Linked DNA regions of Mus musculus: region 2 is linked to region 1. Evidence: chromatin contacts called from public promoter capture Hi-C data. All regions are on one chromosome and are shown on one strand. The core of a region is the stretch at or near the end of the contact, and the rest is flanking DNA. Distances in the headings are between cores, read along the strand shown. Region 1 has its middle 13 kb from the start of Gm31718. Region 2 holds the start of Rbm34 (RNA binding motif protein 34).

Region 1 (7,305 bases), core at 4,722-7,221:
AGCAGAGGCAGGAGATCTCTGTGAGTTCAAGGACAATTTGATCTACTGTTCCAGGTCAGCCAGGGCTACATAGTGAGACCTTGTCTCGAAACAATAAAAATAAAGTAAAAAGCTAAACAAGATAGTTATTTTGAGTCTAATTTTTAAAAAAACCACACTTTTCAAATAAATTCTCTGCTGTTGCATAGATATGCCTTTTGCTAATGGAGACCACTACTGTTGTGTCAGAAACTACCTGAGACAATGCCTGGTGATCCTCTGTGACCCCTGACCTAGTAGGAGCAGTGGCTTCTGGCCAGTTCCCTTTCTCCGGCTCCCCAAAAGCACCAGCAAGACCAGGCAGGACTATCCATTTCTTTGTTAAGTCTTGAGCATCTGAGGAGAGAGATTGAAGCCAGGCTTAATCACTCATGTCTAGTCTTGGGCCAGCCCTGGGTATATAGCAAAATACACACACATACACATACATACACACACATACACACACATACACACACATACACACACATACACATACACACACATACACTCACATACACACACACACACACATACACACACATACGCATACATATATGCACACAAACACTACATGCATGAGTAAACACAGAGATGAGGGAAAATGAGATAAATGGACAGACTAATGAGCCATTTACAGTTAAAAACTTATGTTACCGGTTTGTACATGATGGGGAGGGGCAAATGCCATAGCACAAGTGTGGAGGTCAAAGGGCAGCTTTCTGGAGTCAGTTCTCTCCTACTCTGGGTTCCGGACATAAAACTTAGGCCATCAGTTTTAGCAGCCGCTGCCTTTACCCACTCACTGAGCCATCTCACGGCCCCTCATTTACAGACCTCTAAGTCCCTGGGTGGAAAGTTTAGGACAGACACGTGTTTAATGTTTTATTAGCATATATTAATTGTTCATAATGGCAGGTTATATTATGACGTTTTACTACACATACATAGTACATCAAATTCATGCCCCATCACCCTGTCTTGTCCCCCTATGACTCCTGGCCCCATCCCTCTCCTCAGCTAGCCCCTTCTACTACCATGGTCTCTGTGTGTCCCAGTATGTCATCAGGGGGCAATTTACAGGAGTGTGAAAACCTCACTAGTGGCTATAGCACCACCCCGGCAACTGTTAGCATCCTAGAATCCCCACTTCTGTGATAGGGTTTTGTCCAGCCTCGTTCACCTTGTGCAAACAAATGAATTCAATGAAAACCATTGCTGTAGTCAGCAGGGGTAGTACGGGTAGAAACAAACTATAAAATGCTTTTCAGATTAAATCTGACATCCCAGAGAACAATGAATGGTTTGTAAAGAATGTTTGAAAAGGTAGAGCTAACAGTGTCAATATTTGCTGAGTCTTTTCATGCTGCTGTATGTTGAGCATTGTAATTCATAAGCTTGCAGTCTTTTTAGAAAGTACCCTATGTTTTTGGAAATAGGCTGTGGCCTCAGGAAATGAGGTGTGCTGCACTGGGCCAGATAGATGTTATGCCTTAGAACTGGGAAAATCTTTAGGGCAATCTATCCAATGTATTGTTTGTTAGTTTGAGACAAGGTCCCATTTTGTATCTCTCTGACTGGTCTGGAACTCACTGTGTAGACCAGGCTGACCTTGAACACAGGGAGATCTGTCAGCCTCTCCCTGTCAAGCTTAGATTAAAGGCATACATACATACCACTACACCTGGCTTGCCTAGTGTTTTGAAGTTTTTAACAGAGGTACTCATTCTTGGAAGCTGGGTGTGGTGGTTCAGGCCAGTATCTCAGCTGCTTCAGAGGCCGAGGCAGAAGGATTCGCAAGTTCAAAGACCAACCTGGGAAACCTGGTGAGGCCTCATCTCAAGGGCTGAGACTGGCTGTGGAGATAGCTCAGTTGCTAAAATGTTTGTCTTTCAAGCATGAGGACCTGAGTTCAACCCTTCACCCTCCCCAAAGCTGGAAAGGTAAAGTCTCAGAGGCTGGCCGGCCACACTATGTAGTACCCTGTAGCTCCAGGGCAGCGGGAGACTTTGTCAAATGAACAAAGTGTTTGCAGGACAAACTGAGGTGGTCTACCGGCCTGCACATGCAAGCACACAAACACACATATACACCTGTGCACATGAATGCACATACAAACACACATGTACAACATACATGCACAACACACACATAAGCACGACATACACACATGCACACCACATACACACGCCAATGCATACCACACACACATGCACACCACAGACACACACAGCACACGTGCATGCACATGCACACGCACACACACACTCGCAAGTTCGTGCTAGAGATGTAACTCAGTAGTAGAGCACTTGCTAAACATGCACAAGACCCTGACTGATCTCCACTGTGAAAAAAAAAATCAAACTATAACAAGAGAAGAGGCTCTTGTGAACAAGTCACAGGGAAGAGGTGCCAGGGGTGAGTGCTGGGAGACTGAATGGGTGTGAACAGCAGCAGCTGGCTGCCTCTCTGCTTCCTCAGTCCTTGGCTAACATGTACAGCTTTAGACCCTAGCAGAGACTGACTGTCTCCAAATTTGACACAGTTCTGTTTTGTAGGAGGGAGATTTGAATGGCCTTCTTTCTATAGGACATTCATCCACTTTCTGTCCAGCCAACAGTGACCCAGGTCTTGAGTTACATGACTTGATGACAGTGACTCTGCAGGCCTGGCAGGAGTGTGTCTAAAGCATGGGACCGTAGGAACCCACTCCAAACGTGGTTATGCTACCCAATGTTCAAAAAAGGCAAATGTGAGGTGAACAGAGGTGTGTGGGAAAGGAAGTATCCTGGTGCCATTTCTGTTGCAGTGAGGAGAAAGGGTTTATTTAGTTTTCAGACCCCAAGTAACAGCCCATCATTGGTAAGAAATCAACGCCAGAACTTCACACAGCCAGTCATATATCACCCACAGTCAAGAATGGAGAGAAATAAATGTATATATTCTTGCTTTCTTGTTTGTTCCTGCTAGGTTTCTCTATTAGTATACAGTTTAGGAACCTCTGCCTAGGAATGGTGTCGCCCACAGTGGGCTGGGTCTTCCTGCATAGATTAAGACAATGTCCCACAAACAGGACAACCCGACGCACACAGTCCCCCACTGAGACTCCTTCCAGATGATTCTAGGTTGTTCCAAGTTGACAATCAAAGCTGGCCACCATAGGGAATGAGGCTTGAAGTCCTGCCCTACCGGGTCGCATATTTAGGCCTCAGAGCTGACTTTGGATCTCCTGGATCTTGCCCTGCTTCCTGTTTCCTCAGGCGAGGCCACCTCCTCAGAGATACAAGAGCGTCAGGACTTGAACCGTTAGGCATCCCCTCCCTCCTCATTCCTCTCTCAGTTACCTAAACATAGGACTGCTGAGTTCTAAGTCTTCTGTGGTGTGTGTGTATTGTGTGCAGGTGTGCTTGTGTACATGCATGTGTGTCCTTGTATATATGAAGGCCAGAGATCCATGTTGAGTGTCTTCTGTTCCTCTTCACCTTATTTTTCTAGAATATCACCAAGCCTGGAGCTCACTGTTCAGCTACACTGGCATCCCAGGAGCCCCTCTTGTCCTCTGCCTCCTTAGCACCAGGATGTTCACATAACACCATGCCATGCTCTCCCACCCCCACTTTCTCAAAATGGGTTCTGGGGACCTGAACTCGTGCTTGCGCAGCAAGGAATTCACCCACTGAGATATCATCTCATCCCATTCCTTTCAGTTTGAGACAGAGTTACCTGGTTCAGGCTGGCCTTGAACTTGTGACCAACATCTTCCTACCTATGGGACCAGAGAGATGGCTCAGCACTTGAAAGGGCTGGCTGCCTTTCCAGAGGACCTGAAACCATTTCCAGCACCTATACAACAGCTCACACTTGTCTGTTACTCCAGTTTCAGGGGATCTGATGCCTTCTCCCTATCATCATGAGCAGTAGGAGTACACGGTCATGGTGCACAGATATACATACTCAAAAAATACCCATGACATAAAAGTAAAGGAAGAGATTCCTCTTTGTACTCGGATCATAGGTGTGTTGTCTCATGCCCAGCTGAGACGGTGGCTTTTGTACTGATTCTTACAGAGATGTCTCCTTGTGTGCTGATGTTCCCAGCAAGCACTTGTGAGTTTGCTTGCCTGAATGCATGGAATTGATTAGACACTGTGCACATGCCCGGATGTATACATCTCTGATTATATTGCCAGGGATTGGCATTTACCGAACAGTTCAGAGCTCTAGGCTGGGGGTGCTTCTGAGTCCCTAGGTAAAGTCCCAACCCTTTTTTCTCTCCAGGTAGCTCAGGCTGGCACAGACATCCTGCACTGGCTCACTGGGCCACTTGATGGCAGTGTGAGAATTGAGAAAAGAGGCTCTTGTCTTGCAAATCTTAGCAGCTCTCTCCCAGTGGCCACTTCTACCTCTGCAGCCACCCAAGCCAAACAGAAAGCTCTCTGCTCAGTCTACCGCTGTGCCCTGCCCCTTGGCCAGATCCAGGCCTCCACTCACAAGCTCTCCGCTCTCCCCTTTCCTGCCCCAAGCTGACAGCAGTCCCTCCTGGTTTTACTTCAGATTTTTGTGTTTTAATTTTAATGTAATTTTTTTTTTTTTTTGAGACCCGATCTAACTCTGTAGACCAGGCTGACTTTGAACTCGCAGAGATCCGCCTGTCTCTGCCGCCCAAGTGCTGGGGCGATACACATGTGCCACCGCCTTCGGCTCTTTGTTTTTAAAGTGTTGTCATCTGTGTGTTTCAGAGTCCCTGGGAAGAGGAGCAGAAAATATTATAAGAGCTGGTGGCTTTAGAACAAAAGCAGAAGTGCCTGAAATCCTTCTGGCCAGGGAGGTTGTTTTCTGGAAGAAGGAAATGGCAGAGAGGGCAGAGGAAAGGCAGAGGTTGGGGGGCCAGATCATATGGGGGTCACTACAGGAGGGTGGGGGGGCAGGGTGTGGGGACCTGCTGCTCCATTGTTGGGGAATCTGACACTGGGTTGCATCTTAAAGGCTGTCAGTTCTTGCCTCCCAGCTCTGGTGACAAAACCCTGCTGGAAGGGTTAAGGGCATCAGCACAAGGGCTGGCCTCTGGTTTGTAAACTGGCCTACCAGCCTCCCTCCCTCCCTCCCTCCCTCCCTCCCTCCCTCCCTCCCTCCCTCCCTCCCTCCCTCCCTCCCTCCCTCCCTCCCTCCCTCCTTCCCTCCTTCCCTTCCTACCTGCCTGCTTGCCTGCCTTTTGTTTCTTTTCTGAGACAGGGTTGGTTTCATGTAGCCCAGGCTATCACTAAACTCCTGATCTCTCTTCTTCCACCTTCTGAATGCAGGGATGATAGGTACCTACCATCACACTTGACTAGTTTCTTCCTCCCATAGGCAGATGGGATGGCCAGGCATGCTAGGAGGCTGAGGCAAATGAATTGTAAAGGGTTAGCTTAGGCTACACAGTGAGTTCAAGGGCCAGCCTGGTTTTAAGAGTGAGGCCCGGTCTCAGCCATCACCTCCACCCTCACAAGAGAGATGCGTGTGAGAAGGCCGAGGGAATCCACAAGTTGCCCACATCTTTCTCCCAAGACTTAGGCTGACAGCACTGCCCTCCCACCTAAGGAGATCGCAAGGAGATAGGCTGTGGCTCCTAAGGAATTTGCTGTGGGAAAAAATATTTCTCCAAACGATGACCAGGAAATATTGTCCTGACCAAGGTTGCTGCATGTGCTATCTTGGAAGCATGAGCTGAGGACTGAGTGCTATGTGATCTTCAACAGGGCCCAGTTCTCAGGCTCAGAACAGCCACCCCACACAGGCCACTAAGACCTCACTATCTCCCTTGGTTTACATTGCCATGCTCTCCTGTAGGACAGCCTTGACCTTGAGCAGGACCTAGGCTGGCTGGCTCAGCCTGTATGGAGGTGGGAGGCCACTCTCTGCTGACTCAGACCTGGCCTAGGGCAAGTTCATGCCTCCAGCCTGTGAGTAACACACTGGTGTTTCAGCTTCAAAGGCCTTCCCAGGATTAACCAATTAGTCACCCAGGAGAGCCACAGTGCGGGTTACTGTTGTCTTCACTAGGCTGGAACTGAGGGAGGGAGGGAGTAGGATCTCACTGCAGAGCAGCAGCAGCAATGAGGTGTAGGGTGTCCCACAGCGTGGGAGGGACAGGATGAGGCAAGATGGAGTTGGAGCTGATCACTGAATGAGAGTGAGAGACCTGGGGGAAGTCTCCGGGTCGGGGAGTGGGGGTTCTGGAGAGTCATGGTTCCATGCAAGGAACATCCTTCTTGGGACTGGGGAGATGGCTCAGCAGGTAAAGTGTTTGCTATGTTAGCTTAAGGACCTGAGTTCAGATCTTCCACAGATTACAGATCTTCCACACCCATATAAAAAGCTGGGCTTGTTGGGTCACATGCCTGTGACCCCAGAGCTGGGGCTGAGACATGGAAGACAAGAAGAGCTTTAGAGCTCTCTGCCCAGCTAGTTTAGCCAAAGCAGTGATGTCTAGGTTCAGTGAGAAAGTGTTGCACAGTAGAGAAAGGCTCTAAAGTCAGTGTCTGGCTTCCATCCACACACGCACACAGATGAACACACTTAAACACACACACATGCACAGATGAACTCATTTGTACACACACATACACACACTCATACAGATGAACTCACACACAGATGAGCTCACACACTCTCACACACAGATGAACTAACTCACACACACACACATACACAGATGAACACACTTACACATGCACAGTTAAGTTATACCCATAAGCATACACTGACACAGATGAACTCACACACACATGCATGCACTCTCACACACACATACACACAGATGAACTTACACATATACACACCTACACACATGCACACACACACATACAAGCATACACACACAGGTACTCACACATGCACACACACACACATGCACACAGACATGCATGCCCGGACACACATGCATGCATGCACACACATGTGCACACACAGATGAACTCACTTCCACACACACTCACATGCAGAGGAGGGAGGAAGAGGGGGTGTTGGTAGGGGAACTGGCCCATGAGGGCCACCATGTGTTCTCACCATTGCAGCCCAAACTTATCCTGCCCTTCTGAGCCTTCCTGGCAACTGTAGCAGGAATCTTGGAACAGTTTTTGGTGTGTGTGTGTGTGTGTGTGTGTGTGTGTGTGTGTGTGTGTGTCTGAGAGGGGGGGGGAGGGGAGGGGGAGAGAGGGAGAGAGAGAGATTCTTTTGGTGCAGGGAGAAACTTTTGAACCTTTGAGAGAGTATTTCACATATCCTAGGCTGACTTTGAACTTGCTC
Region 2 (6,954 bases), core at 2,852-5,351, 52 kb before region 1:
CAGGCAGATTTCTGAGCTCGAGGCCAGCCTAGCCTAGTCTACAGAGTGAGTTCCAGGGCTACACGGAGAAACCCTGTCTCAAAAAAACCAAAAACAAACAAACAAAAAAAAACAAAAAAAGACAGCTGCAGTGTACTCATATAAATAATAAATAAATAAATCTTTTTTAAAAAGAAAAATCACATTGGAGGTGTGAAGATGGCTCAGTGGTTAAGGGTCCTGGCTGCCCTTTCAGAGGGCCTGGGTTCAATTCCCAGCACCCACAGGGCAGCTCAGCCATTGTCTGTAACTCCAGCTCTGAAAGTTCTGACACGTTGCCTTCACATAGATACACATGCAGGCAAAACACCAATGCACATAAAATAAGTACACACACACACACACACACACACACACACACACACACGGTTTTAAAAGGAAGTGGCAAGTGGCTTTACCTGCTGAGCCATCTTGCCAGCGCCATGTAGTCATTCTTTAATGGCACTCAGTTAATGGCTAATGGCGAGTGTGAGCTGCATAATTCAGGTTACTTAACTTTTCATTTATTTGTCTCTTTTGATTGGACTGTGAAGGTCATTGAAAGCTAGCTCACAAATATTCACTGAAGGAAGAACACTACAGTCTACTTAATGTTAGCATCTCCTTGAATACATTCACCAGAATGCTCTTCTTGTGGAAAAAGTCTTTATGAAAAATACAGATAAAATAATGTTGAGAAATATTGCTCTCAGGAGGCAGAGGCTGGTGGATCTTTGAGTTTAATGTTAGTCTGCTACATTTTGAGTTCCAAACCAGCTACAGATACAAGTTCCACCCTTTCCCACAAACCAACAAATACAAACAAAAACAACAAAACCAAGACAAACAACACAGGAATGAATGAAAGACAGAAGCTGTCACGCCCAAGTTGCAGGGACCCCAAAGACCCCCAAGGAGCTAATTCTGATGCAAACATACAAAGGTCTTTATTACGAGCTCAAAAGCAAGGACTCTCCTCTCCCAGTTGCAGGGCGTCAGAGGTAAGAGCCTCAAGTCTAGGGGTGCGGGGTATGTATTGTGGTTACAGCGAGCTTGGGAAATTTCCATACGGGTCAGCAAGTTAATATTTTAAAATCTGCATTTCTGACGTAATTCGTAGGAACTGAAAATGGGGGCAAAACCACCTGACAAACAGGATAGCTAGGTTATCTATTCTCTTCAGGATGTCTTAGGTTATCTATGTGTACCTTGACCCTGCTGTCGTAGCCTGACTGGCTGTAGCTGGGGTTGGGGGAATTGCCATAGGATGTTTGCTCAAGTGGACTTTGTGGTTTTCCTCCTGGAACTGGAGTTTAGGCCCTGGTCAGGAGGTTCTTCTCAAAAATGGAGTTGGTTGGGCTTTACAAAACCACAGACACACACACACACACACACACACACACACACACACACAGATGCACACATACACTCACAGGAGAAAACTGTTCTTGTGCTCTTGGACATATCCCCTCCCACCCTTTCTTCTCTTTTTCCTCCTTCCATCCTCACCCCTTCCCCCCTTCCTTTTCTCCTCCTTTAGTGAACGAAAACCCATCCCCATTCCAGAAACAGTGCTTCCCATCCCCCACTCTACCTTCAGTAGTCATCATTAAAGGCCCAGGTGACACATTTCACTAAAGCCAACGTGACTCTGAAGCCAACATTAAAGCCAATGCAATACCTGCCACTAAGGGCTGAGGTGACACGTGTCACTAAAGCAACAGGGTTCCACCACTATGAGCATGCGTGCATGTTCTGTAGTTTGCTATAAAGCCCACACTATTGTGGCCTGATTCATTCATTCTCTCTCTCTCTCTCTCTCTCTCTCTCTCTCTCTCTTTCTCACATCCCAGCTCAGAGGCAACTTTTTTGCCCCCACCCCACCAGAGAGGTCTGCTGTGTGCTGTGATTGTGGCATTCCCTCCCATCTCTTTGTTGTGAAAACTCTTACACCTTTCCCTCTTCTTTCTCCTCTCCTTTTGCCTTTTCCTTCCCTTCCCTTACCCTCTCCTCCCCTTAAAAAAACAAAACAAAAAATAAAAAACAAAAAACTGTTGTGGTCCTTGTCAGCTTTACAGGTAACTCCATTTTCCCAAGGCCAGCCTGGTCTACAGAGTGAGTTCCAGGACAGCCAGGGCTACACAGAGAAACCCTGTCTCAACCCCCTCCCGCCAAAAAAAAAAGTTTCTGGGCATGTCAGCTGATTCAGACTCCTGTAGAGTTTTGCTAAGACAGACTCACAAGGTGTTTTGCTGAGGCAAGACCTATGGGAGGACACATAATGTTTACAGGGATGATGACGAGGGTGGTGGTGGTTTGCATAGCTAGTTTTGCAACACTTCTTTGGTCTCAAGTCTTAGGTAATCTTCACTTCATTGAAGTGTCTATTTCCACCTCTGCAACCATACTGTAACCCCTACTGATGCAGGATACAGGCTGCCCCCAGAGAATGATTGGAGGGCTTATACCTGGAGACTCACTCCATGCATTTATGGCCTGGTTGTAAATACGACTGAGGATTTTTATGTCTTCAACCAGCTAGCACCTCCAATCAATCAAGTTAAATGTGGCCATTTCTGCTGTGTTACTAGGTTCTCTTCCTTAACATAGGGCTGGCTGGAGCTGCTAGTGCAGGGGCCTCGGAAACCTCTCAAGGGTTAGAGTTGGCCCATTACTGAAAGGGAGGAATGAGAAGCCTAGGCTGACTCCGTGACAGACTTCAAATAGGAGTTTAGGAGACCAGGCCTAAAAACTGGGCAAGTCCAGACAAGTCAATTACTAACAGGAAAAAGCCCAGGCTCCAGCTTTCATGCCCAGGTAATGGAATGTCCCAGCCACCTGGCCTGAAGCAAGCACAATGGGTCAGCAGCAGTTTCCAGAGTTCCTCAGTAACAGTTCCCAGACCTCCCCAGCAAGTTTCCAGCCCCCACATCCCAGTAATGGAATGTCAGTATCCCTAGAGATAGACCCAACATATTAACATAGAGGTCACCTACCCCAGCATTCCCTAATGTGCTTTAAATCTGGCCTGCAAGCTCACTTGGGTGTCTCTCTATCTTGGTAACTGGGGAGATCCCAACATGCTGGACTTCCTGCAGGCAAAAGAGGCTACGACCGCATATCCCAGAATAGCCTCAAAATCATGGCCAAGCTCTACCTAGGCCCTAGAGAACAGGGATTACAAATATAAGCCACTATTAAAAAAAAATCTAAGTATGAATTTACTTAAAGAATGACGGGAGGTGGGGAGGGGGCTGGTGAGATGGCTCAGTGGATAAGAGCACTGACTGCTCTTCCTCAGAAGGTCTTGAGTTCAAATCCCAGGAACCACATGGTGGCTCACATCCATCCATAATGAGATCTGACACCCTCTTCTGGTGTGTCTGAAGACAGCTACAATGTACTTATGTATAATAATAAATAAATATAAAAATAAATGACAGGGCGGCTTTGAAGACGGAATAGTACAAGGATGTGACCAGTTAAACTGTGATCCCAAATACTTGTTTTCTGCCGACTTTGAAACGTCAAACTTCGGGAAAGGTGTACCCTTCCCCGACTGCTAAGACACATCCCTGTAGCCCCATTTCTCTTGGAAACCTCCTTCCTTAATGAGCTGTGGCCGACAGCCTTCCCTAAGCCTGGGGGGCGGGGGGGCTTGTTTTATTTGAGACGAGGTAGCTATGCTGGAGCCATGTGGTTTTAGCCGGTCCTGGAAATCGAGGTAATCCGGCTACTTCGAGCCCCAAATTCTGGGATTAAAGACCTAAGCCACTATGTCAGGTTTTAGCTGACCCTCGTACTAACACGAGGCCTCAGCTACTCGTGAGACTTGCTGCACTCCCTCAGCCTAGGTTTCCCTGAGACGCCTGCGGACTGCAAAACCATTAGTATTAAGCATAGCGCGGCTCCTGCGCAGCCACGGGCTGAATGGGGAGAGGGGGTGTGGTCCTGAGCGGAAGAGCTCAGCCTTAGAACGGAAGTAGTCGGAACCCGGAGGCTGCCGGAACCCGGAACCAGAGGGAACGCATGACTAGTCGGATCCCAGAAGCGCGGACCTAGGACTTCCATCCCGGAAGCTCAGTTTTCAGCATGGCTCTGGGAGGGGAGGAACGCAAGAGAAGGAAGGGCTCGGAGCGGAGGTGAGTGGCGGCGGGCGTTGGTGTGGATGGGTTGGCGGTGAGTGGCGCGGCGTGGCTGAAGAGTGCTCTTGTGTTTGCAGACAGAGCTCTGGAGACGGCGTGAGCTGTGCGGCCAGCGACTACCTGGTGGGACAGGTCGCCGACAGCTTGCGGGGCGGCCCGCGGCCTCCTGGAGGCGGGACGGGGCGGCTGGCCGCTCTCTTCAGCACCGCGGAGCCATCGGCTCCTCCTGTATTTGTGCCTGTGCCCCAGGTGAGTCGCCGGGCTGCACCCTGAGTATCCCGGTAGAGAGAGATGTAGAGGGTCACTCTCCTGACAGCAGTGACTGTCTGGTCCTTTGAGCAGGGCTAGCGCTTCACCCTCAGCCTATTTGATTGGCAGGGTCACCTGTAGACCGTGTAAGCCTCAAATTTCAGTTATGTATCCGAGGATGAACTAAACTCCTGATCCTTCTCCAGCCTTGAGTTCTGAGATTACAGAGTCGCTCCCACCATGTCCGACTTGACTTTTTTATTTTGAGACAGGATCACACTAGTTGCGCACGCTTAGAATACACGGTAACCCAGATTCTATATTCCTGCCTCACCTTTCCACTGAATGGCTGGTGCTGCAAGAATATTCTGCTTCTCTCCGTAACCCGTGAAGAAGTATCCATGTAGAAAGGCACATCGGAGTACTGCTCAGGGACTTGGAGACGGAGGGACTTTGCTATGTAGCTCTGGCTGGCCTGGCACAGTTCCTCCTGCCTCTATTCCTGAATACTGGAATTACAGATATAAGCCACAACACACAGCTTTAGGGTCAGGATTTTTTTTTTTTTTAAAGTTTGAGGTTTTAAATATGACTTCAAACTTTTGAAAGGAAACATCTAAAAAAAGAAAACTTGATGATGATGATGATGATGAAGAAGAGAGTGTGTCCCAAACTAAAAAGCCAGTTTTGCAAGAGCCTTCGAGAAAAGTGAAAGTGAAGAAACTCTCTGATGCAGACAAAAGACTGGCAAACAGGTTGGTAGAAATCTCCTTTTTGCTATATTAAATACCTCAGGCAGTTTTTTTTTTTTTTTTTTTAATGTTCATCTTAATTTTTTTCACTGCATATTCTGAAATTTAAAAAATACATTATACAAAGTCTCATACAGGGTTAAAAGATACAAGAAAGCCATTTATCCTAAGCGAACAGATACTGGTAGATCAGCTTTTTAGGTCTTTGTGTCCATCACTGCTTCTTGATTCTGAGCCAGCCTTGTTAGGACTTTAACCCCTTCTCTGTTTTCTGAGTTGGGATTTCTGAGTTAGTGTGTCTGTCAAATGTGAATTTGGTTTTCATAGGAACCAAATTTCCCTTACTAACTTAAAATTCCTTTTACATAATATTTGAGTTAGTATCCAAACAGATACACTACTTTTCTATTGAGTGTTCCTCATTCTTTCTTGGAGACTTCTTGCATCCCAGGTGGACCTTAAACTCACTCTGCAACCTAAGCTGTACTTCAGCTTCCACAAACCCTTGGCTCTCAATTCCTTCTCGCTGCTTCAAGCCTATTTTCTTTTCCCATTTTTACACTCTCCTCTTTCAGTAAAACCTTCAGTAGTTATTACGTTTGTTGTCTGCATGTGTGTCAGTGCATTCCTGTCAAGGTGGCCTGTGGAAGGACCAGCTCCTAGGAGTCCATTCGCTGTCTGGCTGCAGGACAGGTGCCTTTGCCTGCTGAGCCACTACACTAGTTCCCCACCACCCTCACACCCTCTGAGGACTGTGCGCTGCTTCCACTCGGTGACTGCTTTCTCGAAGCTTTACATTCCAAGCTTTCTGTTCCCTTCTCTGTTTTGTCTCTGAATTAAGATGAACACCTTTCCTGAGCTTGCAATTAGGAAACGGCTTCTTCTTGGAGTTCTTGTCAGTCACCTCGCAGCAGTTCTTCATGGGCACTGCTGTGTGTCGGCCCTGAGCATTAGACCTGTTCCGTCTTTTTGATTGCCTGTATCTGCACCTGTACATTTCTTGTTTACCTTAAGATAGTGCTCCTTGAGGCTAGAGGTGTGCCTCACTTGGTGGAGTGTTCCTTGTCTAAACCGTGCATGGTAACATATACTTGCAGTCTCCCAGCACTTGGAAGGTGGTGGTTCTTGGATCGGACACTCAGAGTTATCCTACACCATATATAGTGAGTTTGAAGCCAGCCTAGGTTGCATGCCACCTTCCTTAAATCAAAACCCAAAAAGCAAAATAAAATGCTTCAAACTGAAACCCTCCTGTGTTAATGGTACTTCACGTCTAGATAAGTGCCTAAGCCAGTGCTGCAGGGGTTACCCTGTGCTCTCACCTCTTCACACACAGCTACTCAGCTGCTAAGTCCTGAAGCTGTCGTCTTTTTTTTTCTTTCTTTTTTAATGAAAAGACAGTCTAACTGTATTTCTCTATTGCCGCAGACCCTCTGGGTCCCTTTGTCTTCGTGGATGGGTCTCTGGGTGCAGATGGGCAAGGAGTTGGCGAATGACAGACAGACGCAGACAGGAGGTTGTGTAGAATCTGAATGTATTGTCAGGTCGAGCATCAAACTTTTTATACAGCAGAATAGCAAGGAACCAGACAAGATACAATCCACCAAGTTACTGTGACGCAATACAAAAGGAATGTATACATCAAAAGAAGGCGGGAACTAGGCCACTGCCACTCAGAAGGGAGCCAGGTGTAAAGCTAGTCTATTGTTAAGACCACCACCAGGGGTTTAGCAGACCTTCTCATGAATACTGCAATACCTCAACCCTCCTATTTCCTGGGCTCTGATAAT

The links. Promoter capture Hi-C pulls out the DNA fragments that hold promoters and counts their contacts.
Region 2: a contact with region 1 is called in a promoter capture Hi-C map of the HPC-7 cell line, with 5 times the contacts expected there. The contact joins the promoter of Rbm34 here to the enhancer-like site in region 1. A contact is called at or near these places in 17 of 39 promoter capture datasets (the 3T3-L1 cell line, 3T3-L1-derived adipocytes, the HPC-7 cell line and 8 more), 2 of 15 datasets of contacts at CTCF or cohesin (liver and pro-B cells), 133 of 484 Hi-C or Micro-C datasets (the AtT-20 cell line, B cells, the Ba/F3 cell line and 75 more), 11 of 115 datasets of contacts at active chromatin or transcription factors (the HPC-7 cell line, the SCID.adh cell line, astrocytes and 7 more) and 4 of 9 other capture datasets (adipose tissue, embryonic stem cells, liver and 1 more).

Annotation. Positions count from the first base shown.
Region 1 is chr8:126,918,122-126,925,426 of GRCm38.p6, reverse strand. No RefSeq gene overlaps it. Among named protein-coding and RNA genes, the nearest start is that of Gm31718, 13 kb to the right of the region's middle. Within about 2 kb of position 5,971, at least 161 of the 459 cell types and tissues checked have an H3K27ac peak or open chromatin away from gene starts, as enhancers often do. A contact at or near this core is called in the AtT-20 cell line, CD8 T cells, the HL-1 cell line and 30 more, where this site is marked.
Region 2 is chr8:126,968,196-126,975,149 of GRCm38.p6, reverse strand. It overlaps Rbm34 (RNA binding motif protein 34), which reads left to right and starts at 4,101. Exons shown (of 11, transcript NM_172762.3): 1 at 4,101-4,160; 2 at 4,241-4,412; 3 at 5,022-5,167. The coding sequence starts at 4,111.